Linked DNA regions of Mus musculus: region 2 is linked to region 1. Evidence: chromatin contacts called from public promoter capture Hi-C data. All regions are on one chromosome and are shown on one strand. Each heading gives the region's core, a stretch centred on a gene start, on an enhancer-like site or on the middle of the called end of the contact. The rest is flanking DNA. Distances are from core to core; before and after follow the strand shown.

What was found. Capture Hi-C pulls out chosen DNA fragments and counts their contacts.
Region 2: a promoter capture Hi-C map of pancreatic islet shows a contact between it and region 1, with 2.3 times the contacts expected there. The contact joins two enhancer-like sites. A contact is called at or near these places in 20 of 39 promoter capture datasets (the 3T3-L1 cell line, 3T3-L1-derived adipocytes, the C10 cell line and 14 more), 7 of 484 Hi-C or Micro-C datasets (the HL-1 cell line, the HPC-7 cell line, bone marrow-derived macrophages and 3 more), 24 of 115 datasets of contacts at active chromatin or transcription factors (the HPC-7 cell line, bone marrow-derived macrophages, craniofacial prominence and 12 more) and 3 of 9 other capture datasets (adipose tissue, liver and pancreatic islet).

What each region holds. Positions count from the first base shown.
Region 1 is chr11:76,528,157-76,535,969 of GRCm38.p6, forward strand. The region is part of intron 1 of Abr (active BCR-related gene); the gene reads right to left. Among named protein-coding and RNA genes, the nearest start is that of Abr, 39 kb to the right of the region's middle. Within about 2 kb of position 3,330, at least 90 of the 459 cell types and tissues checked have an H3K27ac peak or open chromatin away from gene starts, as enhancers often do. A contact at or near this core is called in bone marrow-derived macrophages and pancreatic islet, where this site is marked.
Region 2 is chr11:76,608,328-76,616,140 of GRCm38.p6, forward strand. It overlaps a transcript of Abr not described here. Among named protein-coding and RNA genes, the nearest start is that of Gm46288, 14 kb to the right of the region's middle. Within about 2 kb of position 4,429, at least 101 of the 459 cell types and tissues checked have an H3K27ac peak or open chromatin away from gene starts, as enhancers often do. A contact at or near this core is called in bone marrow-derived macrophages and pancreatic islet, where this site is marked.

The DNA.
Region 1 (7,813 bases), core at 2,080-4,579:
TGATACAGACCCTGGTGTCCCTCTCCAGTTGCAAAGGTAGGTTTGATTAGCTGACTGCATCCTGCTTTGTGATCAACATCCTGGCACAAGACATCCTGGCTCAGTTCTAAGCAGAGCTACCAGGCATTTGTGGGGTCTAATTCCAGTGTTTCCTCTCCCATCAGGCAGCACCTAGGCTCCCACTCCAGAGCTCAGTCTATCTCCACAGAATGATGTCAGTGGGCAGTGTCTCTGGGAGGATGGTGAACGGTCCAGGGGTCATGGCAAGGAAGAGGACTTCCCCATGACATCAGTTGCCCTGGTGAGGAGCCTTACCTCCCTCTCTCTCGCTCTCTTTCTCGCTCTCTCTAATTTATTTATTTATTTATATGAGTACAGTGTAGCTGTCTTCAGACGCACACCAGAAGAGGGCATCAGATCTCATTACAGATGGTTGTGAGCCACCATGTGGTTGCTGGGAATTGAACTCAGGACCTCTGGAAGAGCAGTCAGTGCTCTTAACCACTGAGCCATCTCTCCAGCCCCAAGCCTCACCTCTATTATAAGCACCTAAGTCCCCACTCAGCCTGGAGAGGCTTATCCTTTCACCTGGCAGTAAGATATCCCAGCCTCATCACCAGAGAATAGCAGCCTCCATCAGGAACCAACCACAAGGCCAGACATGAGGAGTCAGATGTCTCTGCTTGGCTGCCACAGCAAGGATAGCTGCAGAGAACAGGCTGGATACGAGAGGCCAAGAGACAATGGACACCAGGCCTCCAGGCTAGTGGGCCTGCCTTGCTCTAGGGAGATCAGTTGGGTTACAGGGTCAGCTAGCTCTGTTCCAAATAGAGCTAGAACTGTCCCCTCCGTGCCTGGATATGAAGACAATGGCAGACACTGTTTGCACACAAACTTCGGCCTGGCTGATAATGAAAATCACATTTCACACTCGGGACAGATGGGCAGGTAAATGATACATCCCAGTCTCTCAGGAGAAAAAAAAAAAGTGAAGGTGGGATTCTGAATGGAAGGCCAGAGGAGGCCTACAGTGCCCAGACTCCCAGGCTTCCTGAATTCATCATTAGCTGTGTGACTTGGGCAAACTGCTTAACCTCTGTGTTTATAAAATAAGGGAAGAGCAGCACGCAGGCTCTCATAGAGCTCTTGTGGCCGCCAAGAGAGTGAGTTTAGGTAAAACCTGGCATGTAAACAAGTGATGGTGCTGGCTGTTATTATCAGCACTGAAGTTATTGTTCTGATTTCTTACTGTCTTGGCCTTGGGAAAGAGCCTAAGAAGGCCAGCTACATGCTGTGTGGGTAGCGCATACACTGCCAACTATAACAGAGGCACAACAGGACAGACCTCACACATGGTAGCTGTGCTCCCCGATCTGACAGCCCGCTCCCTCTGTGGCTGCCACTCATCCTCAGCCCCAGATCTGGACTCCTTCCTGAGAGCCCAGGGCCCTTCCACAGACTTAGGCAAGCTGCATAGGCATGTGGTCCATGCAAGCCCACCCCCACCAGGAAACAACCACTCAAGGAGGGAAAAGAGGAGGGGTGGGAAGTGCACAGACAGTAGCTTCCCTAACCCCACACTCCTGCAAAAGCACAAAGTACAGCCACCAACACGCACAGCTCACAGCACTGTCCCCAGCTGTCCCTCCAGAACTGGTAGGTTAACGTGTGCTCACTCCTTCCCTCTGCCTCTCCTGGGTTGGGGGAGGTCACATGAGCTGACTCACAGTCATCCTTCTGGAAGGGAAGAGTCAGCAGAACATTTGGTAAGAAGAACTCAAGCTCTGGAACTAGACTGCCTGGCTTGAATCCCAGCCTCCACCTCCTATCAGCTGTGTGACCTTGGCAAGTCACCGTAACCTTTCTGTGCCTCTATTTTGCCTTCAAAATGGGATAATAATAGCAGCCAAATGCAAAGGGTTTTGGTGAGGAGAGATGAGTCAGCACATTCTGAGTGAATTTCAGCTATGACTGAAAAGCTCCCTTAGGTAGACCCGATTTCTGAGCTCTCAACAGGCCCAGACCCTCAGATCCAGACATTTTACTCACCCCTAATCACTTCTGAGAATTTATCGGACAACTGGTCCTTATCTGCAAAGGGACCTGAGGGTCTGCGGATGTGCCAAGCATATGTTAATGTTCCACCCTGACAGGGTCTCCTCTGCCTCCGGGCTGCACCATGGCGGCAGGCCACAAGATCATCACTCCTGTCCGGAGATCACAGCAGCTGCGTGTGTCACACCCCAGACAGACCTGAGAATATTTCCCGCAGAGACACTGCTGAGACGTTCTACTTAGGGATGACTGTTTCTTCCCTGGCCATTTTAAGGGTTTGTGACTTGGAGAGGTCTCTGGAATCCAGAAAAGCACAAGACAGAGAAGCAGAGCTGTGATGTCGCCCTCTGGGCAAGGTGTTAATAAGCTCTTCCTTACGCTCTTTGCCGCTTTGCTATGTAGGGGCAGCATTTTCTTGCCAGATCAGAGCATAGGCTAAGTCAGAAAACTGAGGCGGCTCTACTGTGATGCTGACACCTGACGGGTGCTCAGTGTGTTAGAACAGAATTTCGTCTCCTTTCCCACTGATGACAAAGATGAGAGACAGATCTGACTGCCTGCCCAGGTCTGTTATATTCAGCCAGATGATGTGTTCTGTTAGGGGGGAGGGAGGAAAACCTGCAGAAGGCAGCCCAAGCAGGTTTATCATCTCAGATTTGGAGCTCTGGGAGATGAGAGGATACCCTGACCTTTCTCTGTCTCCGAATTCTAGCTCACTTAGTCAAATTCCAGTTTCACCCCAACCCCAGAACTAGGCAGAGGAGCCAATGCAGGGGCCACTTGTGTCCTTTAGTTAAACACACCTGATGCCCACCAGCTTCTGGCTCAGCCCCATCCTGCCTGCTGAAGCAGATGACACCTCCACGGAGTGATGGGAATGTAGACCCACCAGAACTGGGTGCCTATCACACTGCAACACCACAAGGTGAAGAAAAACACACCCTCCACTACTTCATCCTTCTCTCTGTTTTGTAGCCTGGTAGTCACCATAGCAACAGGCTCCAGCTCCAGCCTGCCAGGCCAGGCTGATGCAATTCTCAGCCAGTGAGCGGCTCAGACTCACTCACACAGCTCTGTTCTCACTCAGGGGTGGGCGGGGGGCTGGGGGGGGGGTAAGAACAAATGAGGAAGGAGGAGAGAGGGGTGCAGCTGACAGACACTCTGCTCCCCCATTCGTTCAAGAGCTGAATCCAAAGGACCAAGACCATGAAGTGAGCAAAGGCTTCTCTTCCCACATCCCTAACGAACAGTGTCACTGCAATGGATGCCACCTGTGGAAGATCAGGGAAGTCACACTGTGCCAAAGTACACTCTACTCTCCTAAGACTCCTTTCTCATCCGCTGACTCTGCACCCTGCAGCCCACCCCTCCTCTGAACTCACGGGCAGCCCAACTCTTCAGAAGTCAACAGGTGCAGGGTTGGGGGTGTGGCTCTGGAGTAGAGCATTTGTTAAGCATGTACCCAGTCCTGTGTTCTGTCTCCAAGACAGCAAAACAAACCAACAAAAAACAAACAAACAAACAAACAAATCAGAAAGGGACACACATAGCTTCATACACTCTGTATCAGCTGCATGGTCCCCATAATCTCAGCCCTCTCTTGCAAGCTGACATGTTCCCATAATGCCTCCAAACTTTCAGCCCCACTCTGAGGGTCTCCCAGCTTCCCTGGGAGTTCTACTCGCTCTACATTTAGGATATACCTGCCAAGACCCACCCAACCCAACCCATTGGCTCACCAATGCCACCAACTTCAGGAAAGAAGAACTAGGAAACGTAAAGGGTCAACTCACCCAGTCCTCACCACCCCCAAAGGCCACAGGCAAAGAGCCCATGTTTTCAGGAGAGCTGGCAAGGCTAGAGTCCCCCCAGCCTCCGAGTGCCTACCCATGGATGCAGGATTCGCCCTCCCGTGCAGGCCACCGTCAGTGCAAATGCCTGTAGTGCCAGGAACGCCTCCCTCCAGCTGGCTGGCTCTCTTTCCCACCTGGTCCTTGGAGCTCTCCTACCCAGGGCACTCAGGGCACCCACCCAATCAGTAGCTGAGATTCACACCAACAGGCCCTGCTCTGGGACCTGCACCCTGGCAGAGGCCTGCACTGGGGCACCTCACTGCCACCTCCCTGGCCACCCTGACAGATACGGGAAATGATTAGCTGGGAGAGCCTCTTGGGAAAAGCGTTCACCATGGGATGCCCAGTAACTCGTCCTGTGTCCTGCGGGAGCTTCCAAGACTACAGAGAAGTGGAAAACTGCTGGCAGCGGCTTCCAATAAACATCTTCAGGGCAGAGCTGAAGAGTCCGGAAATAATCCTATATAGCTATGATCAAGGACTTTTTTTTTTTTTTTTTGCTTTTGCTTTTCAGTCTCTTTCTGTAGCCTAAATGGGCTCAAATCTAACCTGCTCTGCCTTAGTCTCCCAAAGGGGCACTACAGGTAGCCAACTGATTTTTTGTATTGTTTTCTGGTACAGGGATTAAGCCCAGGACATCGTACATTTGGGGAAAGCACTGCCTCCCATCATTTGAATCCTGACAAGGATGCCAATGCTACTCTATAGGGAAAGAACAGACTTTTCAACAAATGGCACCAGCACAACGGGATTACCAAACATAAAACAGTGAAATGGAACTCATTTAGGAAGTTAACTCAGGTGGCTTAGGCAATAAAAGAACTTGCCATACAAGCCTGGTAACACAAGTTCAAGACCTGGGGCCCCTGTAAAATCAGAAGGAGAGAACCCTAAAGTTGTCCTCTGATCTCCAAACAAAGCATAGCATACGTGTGCCCAAGCATGCGAACACACACACACACACACACACTGATAATAATTTTTAAAATTTAATTCGAAGCTGGAGAGGTGGCTCATTGGTAAGGCATACCAAAAGCTCTTGCTTGACTGTGCATGACAGTACATGCCATTAACCCTAGCTCTCAGGAGAAGTAGAGGCAAACAGCTATCTGTTAATTTAAGGCCAGCCCAATCTACACAGTGAATTCCAGACCAGCCATGGATACACAGTAAGACCCTGGGAAAACAAAACAACACTATTAACTGAGTTAGGTATAGTGGCTCAAATCTGTGATCCTACCACTGAGTGGGCTCAGGCAGGAATTTGAGGCTAGCCTACACCACATAGTAAGAACCTGTCTCTACAAATCAAAACAAAAGCACTTAAAATTAAAGATGAATTAACTCAGGAGGCAGAGGCAGGGGGATCTCTGTGAGTTTGAGGCTAGTATGGTCTCCAGAGCAAGTTCCAGGGCAACCAAGTCTACACAAAGAAACCCTGTTTTGAAAACCTGGGGGGGGGGAGGGAAAAGGCTGAACTGAAGAAGGCTGGGAGATGGCTCAGCAGTTAAGACACCGGTTACCCTTCCAGAGGACTTCAGTGTGATTCCCAGCACCCACAGAGTAACTCACACCATCTGCAACTCCAGTTCTGGGGAGCTGATGCCCTCTTCTGGCCTCTAGGCACGTGTGTGGTACACAGACATACACGCAAAAAAACAAACAAAAACAGTCATACCCGTAAGTGCATGAATTAAAGGTAAAAGCTGCAGCTATGAAATACTTAGATGAAAATATAGCAGTGGTTCTTCACGACCTTAGATTGGACAAAGGATTCTTAGATAACAGTATCAAGGGCTGGTGAGATGGCTCAGTGGGTAAGAGCACCCGACTGCTCTTCCGAAGGTCCGAAGTTCAAATCCCAGCAACCACATGGTGGTTCACAACCATCCGTAATGAGATCTGATTCCCTCTTCTGGAGTGTCTGAAGACAGCTACAGTGTACTTATATATAATTAAAAATAAATAAATCTAAAAACAAAAACAAACAAAAAAACAGTATCAAAAGTGTGGTAGTTTGATGAGAATGGTCCCCATAGGCTAATATATTTGAATGTTTAGTTCCTAATTGGTGGACTATTTAGGAAGGATTAGAAGGTGTGGCCTTGCTGGAAGACATATCTTACTGGGGATGGACTCTGAAGTTTTAAAAGCCTAATCAGTTTCCAGTTCTTGATTGCTCACTTTCTCACAGTTGAGTCTTGATATGTGAGCTCTCAGCTATGGCTCCAGTGCCTGCTGCTTGCCTGCTGCCTGTCTGTCTGCCTGCCTACTGCCTGTCTGTCTACCTGCCTGCTGCCCTCCTGCCTTCCTGCCTGCATGGCTTCAGTGCTCTGACCCTGTAAGCAAGCTTCCAGCTGAATGCTGTATTTTATAAGTTGCCGAAAAGTAACTAAGACAAAAAAGCAGTAAAAGAAAATATAGAACTGTATGTCATCAAAATTGAAAATTTTTTTCTACTTCTAAGGACACCATCAAGAAAGCGAAAATATTATCCACAGAATGAAACCAACCTCAAGGCAAGAAACTTGAATCTGGAACATCTGGAGAAATTTCACAACTCAACAATGAAAGACACCTAACCCAAGTGAAAAATGGGCAAACTAAGAAGTATTTCTCCAAAAAGAGGAAGGGCCCTGCGTTCCACCAACAGATGTCCAGTGTGCACTGTGTGGCAGGGTTGTGCTAGGTGACAGGGACATCACTGTGAGAGGAAATCTCAATCCCTGTTCTTGTGATGGGCAGATACCAAATGCATTTATCCCTTGCTCCAAACGGGCAGAACTGAAGGAGAATCGAGGACAGGGGCCGTAGAGAAAAGCTGCTCACTGGCTTGCTTCCAGACTCTCAAGTTCAGCTTCCTCTCTTATACCTCCCAGGACCACCAACCCAGGGGCTGCACTGCCCACATTGGACTGGGCTGTCCCTCACCTATCATCAATCAAGAAAATGCCAGGCATGCTTACAAGTCATTAAAATGGAGGAACTTCTTTAATTAAGGTCCCTTCCTTCCAGGTGCCTCTAGATTGTGTCAAGTTGGCAAAAACTAAGCAGCAAGCAATGTCATTAATGAGGCAAGAAGGCCCAGAGAACACTGGTAACTAGCCCAAAACCACAGAGCTATGAAGTTGTGTGGCCAAGACAGTCTGCTCCAAGCTCCGTGTTCTAAACTATCACATGACCTTGAGCATGGCTATGTCAAGGTCATGTCAACTTGACTACATCTGGAAGTAACTAAAACCCAAAGGGCTGTGCACACCTGTGAGTGGTTTTTCTTCTTAACAAAATCATCTGAAGTAGAAAAATCCACTTCTAATCCAGATCTCTGAGGTGAGAAGATGCACCTTTAATCCAGGTCACACCGTCTGCTGGAAGCTTATATGAAGGACATGAAAGAAGAAAGCTCTCTCTTTGCCTTCCTGCTTTTTCTTTTGCTAACAAGTCCATTCCTTCAGTGCCATTACAACCTACGTTTTCAGGATTCCAGCATGTACTGAAGACCAGCTGAGACATCCAGGTTGGACAAACACTGGATTCTTGGACCTTCTGTTGATAGACAGCCATTGTTGGATTAGGTAGACCACAGCCTGTAAACCATTCTAAGGAGTCACTCTTACATACACACACACACACACACACACACACACACACACACACACACAGAGAGAGAGAGAGAGAGAGAGAGAGAGAGAGAGAGAGATTGATTGTGTGTGTGTGTGTGTGTGTGTTTGGGTTTTCGAAACAGGGTTTCTCTGTGTAGCCCTGGCTGTCCTGGAACTCACTCTGTAAACAAGGCTGGCCTTGAACTCAGAGATCCACCTGCCTCTGCCTCCCAAGTGCTGGGATTAAAGGCGTGTGCCACCACCGCCCCCGGCTAAGTCTGTAAGGCAACCCCAACTAATACA
Region 2 (7,813 bases), core at 3,179-5,678, 81 kb after region 1:
GGCAGCAGCTTTATTAAAGGCAAGCACAGATATATAAATAAATTAGAAACTTGGGGGCTCTAAAGTCTGAAAAGAATAAAATGAGAAAAAGCCACCACAAACCAGGCATGGCACTAGCACTCAGGAGGCAGAAGCAGTTAGATTTCTGTGTGTTCAAGGCCAGAATGGTCTATGTAGCATGTTCCAGAGCGGCCAAAACTACACAGTGAGACCTTGTCAAAAAAAAAAAAAAAAAAAAAGAATGAATAGAAGAAAAGAAAGGAAATCGAGGGGAGGGGGAAGAAGGGAGAGAAGTAACAGAGAATCCCAGCTCTTGAATAGGGCAAACAAGAAGTGTAGATGAAGAAAAAGGTAACAGTAATAGAGGGAAGCCAGATGACATCACAGTGCTGTGATCCCAAAGCCTACCTTTATAGTTTGGGGCTAGCCTGAGCTACAGGAGCAGAAGGAAAAGGAGGATGGAAAAATGGGGAAGAGAAAAAGTAAAAGGTCTTTTAATTCTTAGGGGCCAATAGCCTGCCTAGTTATTCCAAATCCCACAAAATCCTCACTTGAAGGGATGGAGAAGCGGCTCAGTGATAAGAGCACTGGCTGCTCTTCCAGAGGACTGGGGTTTAATTCCCAGCCCCCACATGGCAGCTTACAATCATCTGTAATACCAGTCTCAGGGCATCCAACATCTCCTAATCCTTCCCAAACAGCCACAGTCTGCAGACCAAGTTTTCAGAAACCTGAGACTTATTCAGGGGACTGTTCATTCAAACCACCACACCATCCCTAAAACGTAAATAAAAATAAATGAACAGGGTCTGAGTAGATGGCTCAGCAGTTAAGAGCACTGGCTACTCTCTCTCTTACAGAGTATCAGGGTTCAACTTCCAGCACCCACATGGCATCTCACAACCATTGTAACTCTGAGGAACCCAACATCATCTTCAGGCCTCCTTGGGCATCAGGTACACACTAGACAGACAACCATTAAAATACCCATACACATAAAATAAATGAATTAAAAATAAGTCCTTATTTGAAAATGCATGATCAGTCAGGTACAGTAGCTCTTGCTTGCCATCCCAGCATCAGAGAGGCATGAGCAGGAGGATCTTGAGTTCAAATCCAATCTGGACTATATATAATGAGACCGACCCTATTTCAAATTATATACAGTCACCAAAAAACGCAATCATTCTTCTACTTGTTCAACAAAAGCATTATGCCATCCTTGTCTAAGAGGCAGTGATACTACAATTTAAAAAACTGACCTGTGCAAAGAGGAATGGAGAGGGTGACTTACAGTTATATAGATGCCCTAACTTACAAGCGTGCAAAGTTCGGGGAAGGATGGTGGAGCCAATACTGAGCTGTTTTCCAAAAGCCATTCACAGTTCCCTTCCCCTAACATCCTTCACAGTGAGCTGAAGAGCCAAGATTCCCGATCAGACTCCCTTGCAGCTAAAGATGGTCATATGACCCAGCTTGGTCCCAAAGTGTGACCAATTAGGAGTTGTCAGGTAGGACTTCCATGAACACTTTTTTTTTAATTTAGTTTTAAAACGGGTTTTTTATTCTGTAGCCCAGCCAGGTCTAGAACTCACTGAGACCAATCCTGATGCTAGGATAATGAACACAAACCACCATACTTGGCTCCATTCTTACAGGGACACCCAGCCAATGATTAGCTTGAATCCTTTGTTTCCTTCCCTCCCTAAATCCCAAGCACACACAGGTAACTCAGCATACACACATTTCAAACTGTGATGTCACAAGCAAGAGGGCAAACATCTTCCCACTGTAAGACAATGGGAGGATTTGAAACTGAAGTTCCTGCTGAGCCAGTCCCCCCAATGGGAGGAAAACAAACCCCTAGCCCACGAAGTCACTATAGTGAATGACACCTAAAATAGCACCAACTCAATTGTCTTATGGTTCTGTACCTTGGAAACCTGAAGCAGTTCTTACTCTGTAGCCCAGGCCAGCCTAGGGCTTACACACTAACATGGAGGTGCTGGCAGGGACAAATTCCTTTCTGGAGAATGGAGAACTCATCATTTTCTTGCATTCTCTGGCTTCCAGACACCACTCACATTTCTTGGCTAGTCATTTCTTTCTTCATATTCAAAATCAGTAGCAAGGGGTTATATCACCCTGACCAACACACACACACACACACACACACACACACACACACACACACACACCAAAGTCCCTAGCTTACTCTCATCTTCAAAGTCTCTTTGTTTTATATACAAGGGTCAGGAATTAGGATCCTCTTTGAGGACCAAAATTTTGCCTATCATGGCTACTGTGGAGGTACAGGGCTGCAGTGTACGCACGGGAGAAGGGAGTTTTCAGTTCCTTGGTATGTGTATGTCTTCTGTGTACCACATGCATGCCTGGTCCCTGTGAAGGCCAGAAGAGAGTAATTGGATCCCCTAGACATGGGATTACAGACAATTGTGAGCCACCATGCAAATGCTGGGACTCAAACATGGGTTCTCTGTAAGAGCAGCCAGTAAGCCTGCTGAACCAAGATGCCCAACTTGTTCAACTCTCAGCTGCCCAAATGAACTCTTGACTGAGAGCCAAGTTCTAGTTCTTTGTGGGGAAGACAGAGAATGTTCCACAGAGCAGGAAGCCTCCTATCCTAGGCTTGAAGGTTGGATCAAACTCTGTCCTCTGGCAGAGGGGTAGTCAAGACAAAAGCAGAAAGAGAAGCATGTGCTCTGTGTTAGGAAGCTACACAAAGCTCTCAATACTGCTGGGCACAGCACAGAGTTTGCATGTATGAAGGAAGAGGGAGTTTCCCAGATAATCTTGCAAAAAAAAAAAAAAAAAGCTCAGATCTTACTCTTTGTATATGGTGAGCCACTGCAGTTTGTGAATAAAGGTACAAATTTTGACTTGGGAGCATAGAGCAACCATTTATCTTTAATGTGAAATGTAACATGAGGCTGGAGAGGAAAAGCTACAGGCAAACCAATTGGTCCTTGAGGTAGTTTGGGTGGGGATGATGGACCTCTAGCTACTCATAAACATTTGTTGAGCACTTCCCAAGTGGCTAGGCACTATGATAACCTGAAGCTACAACACAGACAGCATAGGTCAGAACAAGATCCCATGTCAGTTTGACAATCACAACCAAAAGCATAAATGGTGTTCAGGGGAGGAGCCTCATGCATGGGACACTATAAGTCCTGCCTGAGACCTAAAGCATAGACAGGAAGAATGGGACCCAGAAGAACTAAGGCGGTCCCATGCAACAGAAAGGGGCCCCAGTAATGGGTGGCTAATGAGGCCAACAGCCCCCCTTTAAAATATTAATTTTTATTTTTAATTATGTGTATTTGGGGTAAGAGGTATGTGCACATGTGAGTTCAGGTACCCATAGACACTGAAAGAGACTTCAGATCCCCTGGAACTGGGTTTACAGGTGGTTGTAAGCCACCTCACACCGGAGCTAGGAATCAAACTTGTGTCCTCTGCTGGCCATCTTTCCAGTTCCCAAAGGCCCTTTGTGTATATATGACATCCCCAGAAGCAAAAGGCCCTGATGATTTCCCACATACCAGGTTGTTACTTTATTTTTTCTTGAGACAGAATCTCTTGTAGCCCAGCATGGTCTCAAACACACTATCCTTGAAATGCTGATCCTCTAAAGTCCACCTCCCTAGGACTAGGGTCACAGGCCATGCATCATGACACTCCATTTAACATTTATCAGGTGCTGGGAACTGAACCTCGGGTTTGTTTTTCAAGACAGAGTTTCTCTGTATAGCCCTGGCTATCTGGAACTCACTCCTTAGACCAGGCTGGCCTCACACTCAGAAATCTGCCTGCCTCTGCCTCCTTCTTGTGAATGTTTTAAGCACTCTACCAACTAGATAACAACCTCAGACTCTGACCAGCTTCACATATTTTAAATCACAGCACACGACAAATGAGGAGATGGAATGAGGGGGGTGGGTGAGGTTTCAGCCTGTGCTCAAAATGTACCCAAGTCCTGGGGGAGGGGGAGCGGCTAGGGGGAGGGGGGTGTCTGAGATTAGAGTGAAATATAGTGGTAACATCATAACTTTGTGAATGTTCTAAAACGCAAAACTGAAAGCAACCAACAGGCCAATTTAATAATATATGAGTTCTCAATAGAAAAATTAATCACAGCACTGAGCAATCTTGGGGGCTGGCCAGTTAACCCATTGCAGCCAGTTTCCTCGTCTGTGGAACATCGTCTTTCCTCCCCACCCCCTTTTTTCCTTGCCATCCTAGGAATTGAACAGAGGTCATCCTCTTGCATACTGAGCAAAGAACTCTGCCAGGGAGTACTAAACCCTTAAGCCTTCCGTTTTCTTTTGAGGCAGAATCTCATTAAGTTATGCAGGCTGACCTTTAAGCTTCGGACCCTCCCACCTCTGAATGGCTGAGATTTCAGGCATGCGCAGTAGAGTGACAACGGGAAACCGGGCTTCACGCGGCGCAGACAGTAGGTACTAAGCATATTTTAGTTCCTTCTCTCCCAGGTGCCAATAAGCCTTTAAAGCTATCTTTTGCTCAGCAATCACAAGACGTGTCATGCGCTCGAGGCAACCCACCTTCAGACAGACTAGTCTCAGGCAGATGATTTCAAGACTCAAACGGGAAGAAAAGTAAGCCGACTTTCACGGTGGAGACGCTGCAGATTTTCTCTGCAGCTAATATGGTGCAGAGATGACAAGGGAGATGCATGTGACAGAAACGGCTGCGTGCAGAACGGTGGTGAGGGAAGCTGGCGGGCATAGAGACTTCTACTCATAAATCTTGTTTGATATGCAAACAGAGCTCAGTGTCCACATCGGACAACTGGGCAGCAGCGCAGCTCTGATGTTTGGAGATGGTTCACCGTCCACCCTCAAGACCCAAAACACCTCAATTGTCTAGCACAGGATTAAAGAAGAGAAGTTGTAGGGTTTGTTGTTTGGGTTTTGGGGGGATTTTGTTTTTGTCGTCCCCCCCCCCCCAGCCCCAGCATCTCACCTGGAGTTGTGATAGTTGCTTTGCTAGTGCCTGCCTCCTGCTCAGCCTTTGGAAAATACTACTGAGAAACAGACCCTAGTCCCTGCCCTCAGGGAGCCAGCCAACCCTTGACTTGAGAGTGATGCTTCGGAAGACAACAGGCATCGTGCTTTGCAGAGAGAAGGGGTTCTGTTGTCATTTGTCCACTGGGTCAATGAACTGACAGATGGCATAATAATAAAAACAATTGTGCAGTGTGGGCTCACTCTAAGCATCACAGCCTGGATGGAGTCGTTGGAAAGGCTCGTGCCAGAGGCTGCTAGCTGCCTGCTCACTCTCTATTCTTCCATTTTTCCTTGTAACAGAGACCCCATTTGACTGGAGAGGGTCGTACGCCCTTATTCAGTACTCTATTTCCCAACCTCCCTGATAGCTAGGCTGATGTGATTAAAAACAGAAACTGTCATGAGAGACATGACAGTTTCTAGGAAACCTCTCAAATAGCAGACCCAGCAACTGCCACTCCCTCTTTTCCCTGTTCTTAAAATTCTTGCCTGAAGCATAAGTGTGATGGGTGGATCTCCAGCAGCTGTTTGGGACCATAATACAAAAAGATGAAAGAGCCTGAATCCCTCATGATCACACAGATTGTTTATCTCCAGAGTTCCTTCATATGACAGATAAATAAAACTCTCACCTTGCTTAAATACCAACGTTAGACTATGTCCTATGTAGCAAGCCCATATTTTAACCAATACAGGTTCTATGGAAGAGCCAGACCTCAGAGGATAGATTTGGGGATTTAGGGACTCAGGGGCATGCACCTCAAATGCCAGAAAAGAGCACATAAAAAGGACCAGCATCAAGAATGTTAGCTTGAGCAGGTAGAGGAAAACAAGAACCATGGAAATCCCAGCTTCTGGCTTCACCAGAAGGAAAAGGAACAGAGACCACAAACAACCAAGGTTGGTCTCCTCTGAAGGAACAACACATTTATAGACTGAGTAAGAAGGGAGGAGGGAAAACAAACAAAACAAACTGTATCTGAGAGCTTCTTTATGTGATGCAAATAGGGGGTGTGGCTCAGTGATAGAATGTTTTCCCAGCATGCACCAGGCTCTGGCTTCCATGTTCAACGTGGAAGGAAGAAACAGAGGGGATGATGGGAGGGACAGGAAGGAGATGTAAATATGAGCCTGGCTCAGCCAACTGGAAAACTCTGGACTTAGCAGCTAAGGGAGCCATCTAAGAGCCGCTAAACCTATGAGCTGGTGTTGTACTCTGTGATTTCCATACATTTTCTCATGAAGGCTTCATAACAAGTCTAGGGTATGCTCCCATCACTGCCACCTCCATCTCACAGACAAAGAACCTGAAACTTGGAGAAAGTCGGAAAGTTGTCTCATGGAAATATCCCAACCCTGCAGCTCTGTCTGCTGACCAGACACACTGCTTTTCCAGACAATGACTTGTTTGTTTTATCATTGTTAGTAAGATTTTTTTCAAGGTTTTAAATGTTTTAAAAAGTGTTCCATCTCTCCAGTCCTAAGAAGAAGTACATGTGTTTATATGAATATTTAAAAGACAGTAAAGTGAGGTCTGAAGAGAGGGCTCAGCAGTTAAGAGTATTTACTGCTCACATAGAGGACCCAGGTTCAGTCTCCAGCTTCCACATGGCAGTCCATAACAGTCCTTAACTTCAGTTCTAGGGAATCCTATACCCTCTTCTGGGTCCATGAGCACCAGGCATGAACATGGCTGGCATACACACACACACACACACACACACACACACACACACACACACACACACACACGCGCGCGCCTAGCCTCACAGACACACATGATAAATGCTTTATAAAATTTATTTTTATTTTAATGTGTTTTGCCTGCATTATGTCTGTATGACAGTGTCAGAAACCCTGGAATTACAGACAGGTAGGTGTGAGCTGCCGTGTGGGTGCTGGGACGGCCAGTGGTTCTCAACCTTCCTAATGCTGAGACCCTTAATACAGCTCATGTTGTGGTGACCCCAACTGTAAAATTATTTCATCACCACTTTATAACTGTAATTTTGCTACTGATATGAATCATAATGTAAATACCTAGTATGCAGGGTATCTGATATGCGGCCCCAAAGGGTTGCAATCCACAGGTTGAGAACCTCTGATCTAGAGGCAACTACAAAATTATTCTTAATCAGAGGAAAACCAGATAGACCAGAGGAATCGGTTTCAAGGCTGGTTGCATTCCATACTTGTATAGAGAGAAGGTTAACCAGACCTTCCTATTAATGATGAGGGCAAGACAGTGGAGGCGAGCGGTGGAGGCAGGCAAGTCCTGGAGAGTCAGTGACTCGGTGTGGACTCTCCACAAAGCACAACAAACCACCAGTGTGTACGTCTCAAGAAGTCCTGTGTTGGTGGCAGGATTCACGACACAGCACAGGCTGTCTGGAACTCCTGATTCTCCCACCTGAGCATCACGAATACTAGGATGACAATCGTGCACCACCGCACTTGGCATGCAAAAACATTTTAATATCGCTCCACAACAGGAGCAGTATTATTTTATCACAGCTAGCCCTGAAAGTTCAATTTAAATTAAGTTATTCACACACATCCCTGTATGCAAGGAATTTCTCCCAGTGCAACAATCTCATTAGTCATTGACAGAGTGTGTGTGTGTGTGTGTGTGTGTGTGTGTGTGTGTGTGTGAGAGAGAGAGAGAGAGAGAGAGAGAGAGAGAGAGAGAGCATCAAATTACAAATGAGCGAGGTAACATGAGCATCCAGCAGGAAATGCATTTTCCATGAAGATTAAAA